2 separate regions of the Sus scrofa genome follow, and region 2 is linked to region 1. Evidence: chromatin contacts called from public Hi-C data. All regions are on one chromosome and are shown on one strand. The core of a region is the stretch at or near the end of the contact, and the rest is flanking DNA. Distances in the headings are between cores, read along the strand shown.

Evidence for each region. A called contact is a pair of places that touch in the nucleus more often than the background predicts.
Region 2: a Hi-C map of embryonic fibroblasts shows a contact between it and region 1, with 2.6 times the contacts expected there. The contact joins the enhancer-like site here to the promoter of LOC106506214 in region 1. A contact is called at or near these places in 1 of 5 promoter capture datasets (liver), 8 of 47 Hi-C or Micro-C datasets (alveolar macrophages, embryonic fibroblasts, fetal skeletal muscle and 3 more) and 2 of 2 datasets of contacts at active chromatin or transcription factors (alveolar macrophages and skeletal muscle).

Annotation. Positions count from the first base shown.
Region 1 is chr15:45,632,885-45,636,382 of Sscrofa11.1, forward strand. It overlaps LOC106506214 (collagen alpha-1(I) chain), which reads right to left and starts at 1,273. Exons shown (of 1, transcript XM_021075624.1): 1 at 1-1,273. The coding sequence starts at 780. The coding sequence ends at 169. The region is part of intron 4 of IRF2 (interferon regulatory factor 2); the gene reads right to left.
Region 2 is chr15:45,473,338-45,476,934 of Sscrofa11.1, forward strand. The region is part of intron 1 of LOC110257052 (a long non-coding RNA gene); the gene reads right to left. Among named protein-coding and RNA genes, the nearest start is that of ENPP6, 34 kb to the left of the region's middle. Within about 2 kb of position 1,579, at least 4 of the 83 cell types and tissues checked have an H3K27ac peak or open chromatin away from gene starts, as enhancers often do. A contact at or near this core is called in alveolar macrophages and embryonic fibroblasts, where this site is marked.

The DNA of each region.
Region 1 (3,498 bases), core at 23-2,522:
CAAGCCGCAAGTATGGGGCAACCTCGACTGCCAGTCCCAGGGGTCACGTTCACAGCCGATGACCAGGGGTCCTGCCTACACCGACTGACTCGGGCACCTCGTCCGGCGCTGGGAAGACCGTTTCTGAGCCCGGCTCTGGCTGCCAGCCTCCTGCCCTCTTCTTCCCCTCTAAAGGGGCAAGGGGGTGAGGGCGGCCAACGCAGCCACACGTGCGGCCCAAACCCAGACGCCAGTGCGTCCTCGGAAGGGGATGAGTTGCATCCTGAAGCCCCTGGAACTTGGAAAGGCTGCCCGAGCCCTCTCGGGGCCGGGTCCCAGGCCGTAGCCCCGCGAGCGGGCGGGCGCCACGATCGGCCACAGCGGGCATCGCTTGGTGGGCGAGCCCGGCCCGCGAGGCGGAAAGGAAGTGGCGGCCGCGGCTTTGCACCAACCACGTTTGGCCGGCGGGCGAATGCCACTCGGCGCCCCGAGCGGGATCGGAGGGCGCGGGGCGGGCACACGCGTCCCCACCCCGCCGCCGCCCGCGCCCCGGGACCCCCAGGGGAGCCGGCACCCGGGCTTGCCAGCAGGGCGCCGCTCGGTCCCCGGAGGCTCCCCGCCCCCACCTCGCCCGCTCCGTAGCCGAGGCGGGTCAGGCCCAGCGCGCGAGGCCGGCCCGGGGGCGCCCGCGGGGACCCGGAGGCGCCCGGCGCTAGGCCGCGGCCGGGGCCGCTGACCCCTGGGCGCGGCGCCCTCCCAGGACGCGCCGCCCGAGCCCCCGGCGCGCCGGGACAAGTGCATCGACAAGGCCCCAGGGCCAGCCCGGGCGCTGGCCGGCGGGAAGGAGGACGCGGCGTCCCTCCCGGGCGGTGGCGGCAGCGGCCCAGCCCCCAGGAAGCCGGGCGCGCCGGCCAGGCCCGGCGCCCAGCCGGGTTCCGAGCCCGCCCGCCGGCCCCGGCCGCTGGCACCCGACGCCCGCGACCCTTCCCCGAGTCCGGCAGGCGGGCGAGCCCTGGGACCGCCGCCGGGCTCCGCATCAAGTTTCCTTTGGCCGCGGCGGGAGGTGCCTCTCCCGGCCAGACGCGGGGCGCAGGCTGCGGGCGGTCGGCGGGTTCCTGTCTATTTATGCCAGAAGCTGCCGGGAGAGAGCCACTGCCGCCGGGCACCGAGAAGGACCCGCTTCTCTCCTTAGGATCTGGTGGCTACGGCGTCTGTAAACATACACACGCACCCACATGCACCCGATAATTTTGTTTTAAAAGGAGGCCCGACTCCAACAGTCCTGCACCCCCCCCAACACCTGGGGTGCAGAATCACACAGAGCAGGTCTGTGTCCATGGAGCCACCTCTCCGCATCTGCAAATCCAAAAGTGAAATTAAACCTCCACTAACCTCCTCCTCCTCCTCCTCCCTCTTTACCTCCTCCTCCTCCTTGCAGCCTCAGCAGCCCCAGTAGCAGCAGCAACAGCAGCAGAAACCTGCTTTCCCTAAAATCAGATGATCCATAATAGCGCCGACTGTTCCTCCAAAAATCAGTATTAATATTTATGAACCTCAGCATTTTCCGTCTGCCAAACATCGTGTCAAACCATCAGGACGCGCGCACACACAGATCCCCTCCAGTCCTCATAAACATGCCCTCGAGAAAAACACACACGCACAGTCACAACTATTATTTGAAAAATGTTACCTCTCAGTGTGCTTTTTCACGCTACCAATACAATTCCGCAAGGCTTAAGTGTTGCTAGGGTGTGTGAAATGGAAATGAAAGCCCGTCAGTTGAATAATCGCAGGAGCAAAACTAAAAGTTACTCCCCGGCTTGCCTGAGAACAGTCCAGATCGAAAGCAAAACAAGGAGAGGAAACTGCGAAGCGCTGAGGCTGGAAATCCCCCCACCCCCCGCCCTCCTGCCAGCCTCGCTCCCTCCCTCCCTCCCTCCCTCGCTCCCCCCTCCTCCCTCCTCCCTCCTCCCTCCGCCCTTCCTCCCCAGTGTTTGTTTCAAGCTTGTGCAACCGGGAGGTGGAGGCGGAGGGAGGGCTCGAGCAGCCCGGCCGGGAGGTGCGGAAGTTCGCCGCCGCCGTTCATTGGCCGGCCGCACGGCTTTCATCATTTCTCGGAAAAGTCAATTTCATTTTCACTTCCCCACGACGCGGCAGCAGGAGCAACAAGCGGCTGCTCGCGAGTCTGTTGCTCGCACCTCCCGGCGCTCACACTCCCGCGCTCACACTCGAGCGGGGACCCGGGGGGTTACGGGCCGCGAGCTTGGGTTCCGGCCAGAAGCTGTTAACGGTAGGAGGGAAAGGCAGGTACCTACCTACCTGACTCTCCATCCTAAACGTAACCTGAGGGTGGGAAGGAAGGAGGAGGAGGACGTGCCGGGGAAGCAAAGCTCTTGCCATCCAGTTGGTGGGGCAGGTGTAAGAGACATCTAGAGCCTGTTTTCTGAGTGAATAAAAACTCACTTTGTAACACTTCCCACTTCAAGGAACAAAAGGAGCAATTAACCGACAAGATAGCATTACTTAGATATTAGTGCAATGACTGGGCCAAGGGGCCAAGTGTCGCGACGTCCTGCACTTTATTTGAACCCTTATCGGTAGTTGACAGTGTAACCCTTTGAGGGGCTGCCGGTCATCTGGGACACCGCCTGGAGCTCTTTTGGGGGGGCGATAAGAAAGGCCTTCCCCTAGTAAGTCAACAGCAGCACTCTCCCAGCCTGAGTGTGCAACGGAAGTGACCCTACTGCAGGATGAGATGGGCAAGGGTGATAGCTAATTTTCCTGAAAGAGTCTTCATGTGGCTGGTCCAGGATTGAGGTTTTATACTGTAGTACTTGCAGCCAGGTTCAAACTTGGCCTCTTTAACTTACTAGCTGGGCATCCTCCATCAAGTGGCTGAACCCGAGGCCTTAGTATTCAGTGCCTTGGCATGAGGATGAGTGAGAGAATGCAAGAATCCAGGCACAGCACTTGTCATGTTCAGGGTAAGTTAGCTCAAACTAAGACAATTCCCTGGGGACCTGCCACTTTGGGGTCCTTTGCTTTAAAGTATGGGTTCTTTCCTGCCATGCAGTTTCCTTGGCTCTCTCCCACACTTCTCTCCCCAACACATAAAGTCCCTTCCTGGGAGGTCACAGCTACATATATGTAAACACTGTTCTAAAAACGTAACTCCAAGAGTTCTTTTTTTAAAATTAATTGTTTATTTTTCCATTATAGTTGGTTTACAGTGTTCTGTCAATTTTCTACTGTACAGTAAAGTGACCCAGTCACACATACATATATACATTCTTTTTCTCACATTATCCTCCCTCACTCTCCATTACAAGTGACTAAATATAGTTCTCAGTGCTATACAGCAGGATCTCATTGCTTATCCGTTCCGAAGGCAATAGTTTGCATCCAAGAGTTCTTTTATAGTGCAGCAGGTTAAGGATCTGTCATTGTTACTACACTGGCTTGGATCACCACTGTGGGGCAGGTTGGATCCCTGGCCCAGCAATTTCTACAGGCCACAGG
Region 2 (3,597 bases), core at 329-2,828, 160 kb before region 1:
GTAAAGAGCATCACTGGCAGAGAAAGCAACATGTCTTAAGGTGAAAAAAGGGTTCTGTGTGCTTGAGGAACTATAAAAAGACCAATGTGCCTAGTGAATGATCCAAGATAAATTAGGAAAGATAAGCAGTGTCACCTCATCTAGGACAGTTACAGCCAGGAAAAGCAGCACTTTACAAAAGGAAATTGAGTGTGAATGTATATGTGGGTATATACATGTGTATATGTACATATTTGTATAGATACATACACAAATATAAATATGTTTAAGTATATGCATAGGTATTAATTGTTACTGTATAGAGAAGGAACTAAAAGAGACAATAGAGGCAGCAAAAAGGCAGATGATCAGAATTCAGGGATGAGATGACAGTGCCTTGAACTGAGGTGATGGCAGTCAAGGTGGGGACAAGTTGACAGTTTAAAGAAATATTTGGAGGTTGAAACATATGTAACTACTGATGGACCACAGGAAGTCATGAGGGACAGCAGGGCTTAAGCATGACTCAGGATTCTGGCTTGACAACACAGTAGATGAATATGAAAGGACAGTAAGAGAGACTCAAAATGCAATCGCAAAACTAAAACCACCCTGGGGGAAGTGAAGAACTGAAGTAGCAGAAAATAGAAGGTAGGATGTGAAGGGCAAATTTGAGAGATTCTTCCAGAATGTAGAGAAAAAGAGAACAGAGATTAGAGAGATGACAAAGATGACAGAGAATACAAAACCACTCTTCTGGATAACTGGTATTTCTAAAGGAGATACAGGAGTTACTGAATAAAAACAACAAAGAAAACAGAACGGTTTCCTGAAACCAACAAAACTTAAGTCTAAAAATCTTAAAAACCAAGGAAAATTAGAGTCCAACATCTAGATATTCCCTTGAGAAGCGCTTGCATTTACAAAATAAATAATCAGATTTTTTAAGTTATCTGCTGAGAAAAACACAAAATCCGTGTCACCTTAAGACTTTTGCTCCAAGGCAGTTGTTACCAGAGGCAATGGAACTACATCTAGAGGTTTGAAACATAGCAAGTATGACTCAATAATTCCATAGCAAGCCACTATTGTCGCTCATGTGAGAGAAAAAAAAGATATTAACACATCTGCAGAGCTAAGAAAATATACTCTCCACATGTTGTTACCCCCCCACACACACACGCAAAAGTACTCAACCCCTCTCTAACAAGGGGTGATTCAAGAATGGAGCAGTTATGATACAGAAAAGGTGAGTGAGAATATTTTAATTTAATCATAGAAGTAAGGCTAAAAAGTGTCAATTTTCAAAATAGAAAGTGAATGAAATGCTGTTTGAAAGAAAAGTTATACAGTGAAAAATACAGTATACCACTAATATAAATCTATCTAAAATCCCAAATATCTACAAAAATTGGGAAAGGTGAATGAAAATTTTGACAGTGAGTGAAAATAATCTGACTTGTTTCACATAATTTGCATAATTACTATGAAGAAAATGAATGGGGTGAGATTAGCAGGCAGAACTACTTAGATGAAATAGCCAGGAAGGACTCTCTAGAGTATCACAGTTCCCTGACTCATCTGCAGGTGGAGCTGAGGTTTTAAAAGAAGGACAGAGTATTTATATGCTGATCTCATAGTATTTAATCAGTTACAGGACTGACCCACTAATATGACACAACTGGAACTCATAACCAAGAGAAATGAGAATTAAAAACGCTGTATTCCTTAACTCAGCTTTAGCTGACATAGAGGTGGTTTAAGAAGACAGAGCAGGAAGCTTATCCTTCATCTCATAATTAAAACAGGGAAATATTTGGTGAATATTTACAAAACTGTTAGCATCTCATACAAGTTAGATCGATATTTATTCTGTATCTTGACCTCATAAAGTTGAAGAGAATGTATGTTTACAAAGAAGAGCAAAGAGTTTTATGTAATATTGAAAAGTTTCCACAGTTTCAAAGGCAACTGGCTTACAAACATTATACCATGAATATTTACTATAGGAAACTACATTGGTTGAAATTTGTTGTAGAACATTGCTTATTCACATAATATTATAAATAACAGTGAAATTAATATTCACTTAGATCAGGGGTGGGCAAACTTTTCCTGTAAAGAACCAGATAACAAATATCTTTGGTTTTCAATGCTGCCACCACAGCATGAAAAGCAGACACAGAAAATACAAAAAAGAATAGGCATGTCTGTGTTCCAATAAAACTTTATTTAAAAAACAGGTAGCAGACTGGATGTGGCTAGGGGCCATAGTTTGCTGATCACTAATTTAGATGATTCTTCTAAATCATTCCTCTCTGTAGAACTTAATCCTCTAGCCATCACGCTCTCTGCCCTGCCGCAGTCACTTTCATGATCCCGTCTTGAGCCTTGACATCATTCCTAACAACTGCCACCCCTCCATAACCTCAATTCATCTGCTCCACCCATGGACCATCACTTTTTTCTTTCTCACTCCCTCTAGAACCCTGACCATATAATCCTTTGAACCCACCAGGTCCTTCAACCCAATGATCCTGCCATCTCTACACTTGTCCTTCACCCACACACAATATCCATATCCCTCCTTCAGTCGCACAGGAAATTATCATCTCTCCCTTCCATAAAACTTCGACTTTCTTGCCCCTCTTTCACTTTGTCACTCACTTGACAAAATTACAACTGTAGTTAAATCCAGCTCTGCAGATACTGTGCAGCTGAATGGTCCTGGAGAAAATCCCAAAGCCCCCATTTGAATTCATGACCATAAATCTCAAGCAGGCACTTTCTGTGCCATTTTCCCAATCCGTCAGTCTCCATTCTCTCCATAAACCTCCAGCACCATCTCCACCACCATCACAAAACCCAGAACAGACAAGGCTTATCATTTCACTGTAAAATTGGAAGCTATCAAAACAGAAGTTCTACAAATATATATAGGCTGGCCCGCCTTCCTCCTCTCCTGTACCTGCTCCTGCCTAAGGTTACTGCTTCCCTGTGGGCTGGATCCCATGACCTCTTACCTACTTAAAGATACCACTCCAGCTATTTCCACCCTCTTCCCCAGAGTCTCCACAGAACCACTGCTATGAGTTTTAGTAACTATTTCTCCAATATCCACCTAGAGCTAACTCTCAGTCATTCTGGGTGGGGAAGGAGGAGGAAAGACAGGTCAAGTAGAGTGAGGCTGTCCTTGTCCAATGTGCAGAACTAAGGCAGAGGGAGATCAAAGCTCCAGTGTAGCCCCAAGACTGCCCCACCCCAATGCCTCCAGCTTCCCAGCCAGATTCCGAAAAAAGAAAGTCCTATAGTGCCAGCTAAATTTACTTGAAAAGGTAAAGAGCTTAATCCAGTTTCCAGCAGCCGAGGCCTATGACCTGAGCCCACATCAGACTGGGAAGACAATTCAGATGCTTGTTAGCCCATGCTCACTTACTTTTAAGTTTGTGAATATCATTACCTTTCATCTTCTTGTGCCATCAAACAATCTTTATAAGAAAAATTCTTGATTGTCTTGACTGAATTCAGTGGGAGAGGATACTTTTCTTTTCCATTATTTGCACTGGGATAGCTCAGGTAATATAAATGCTCAGTGAGGACAGGTGTGGTGGCTGCAGG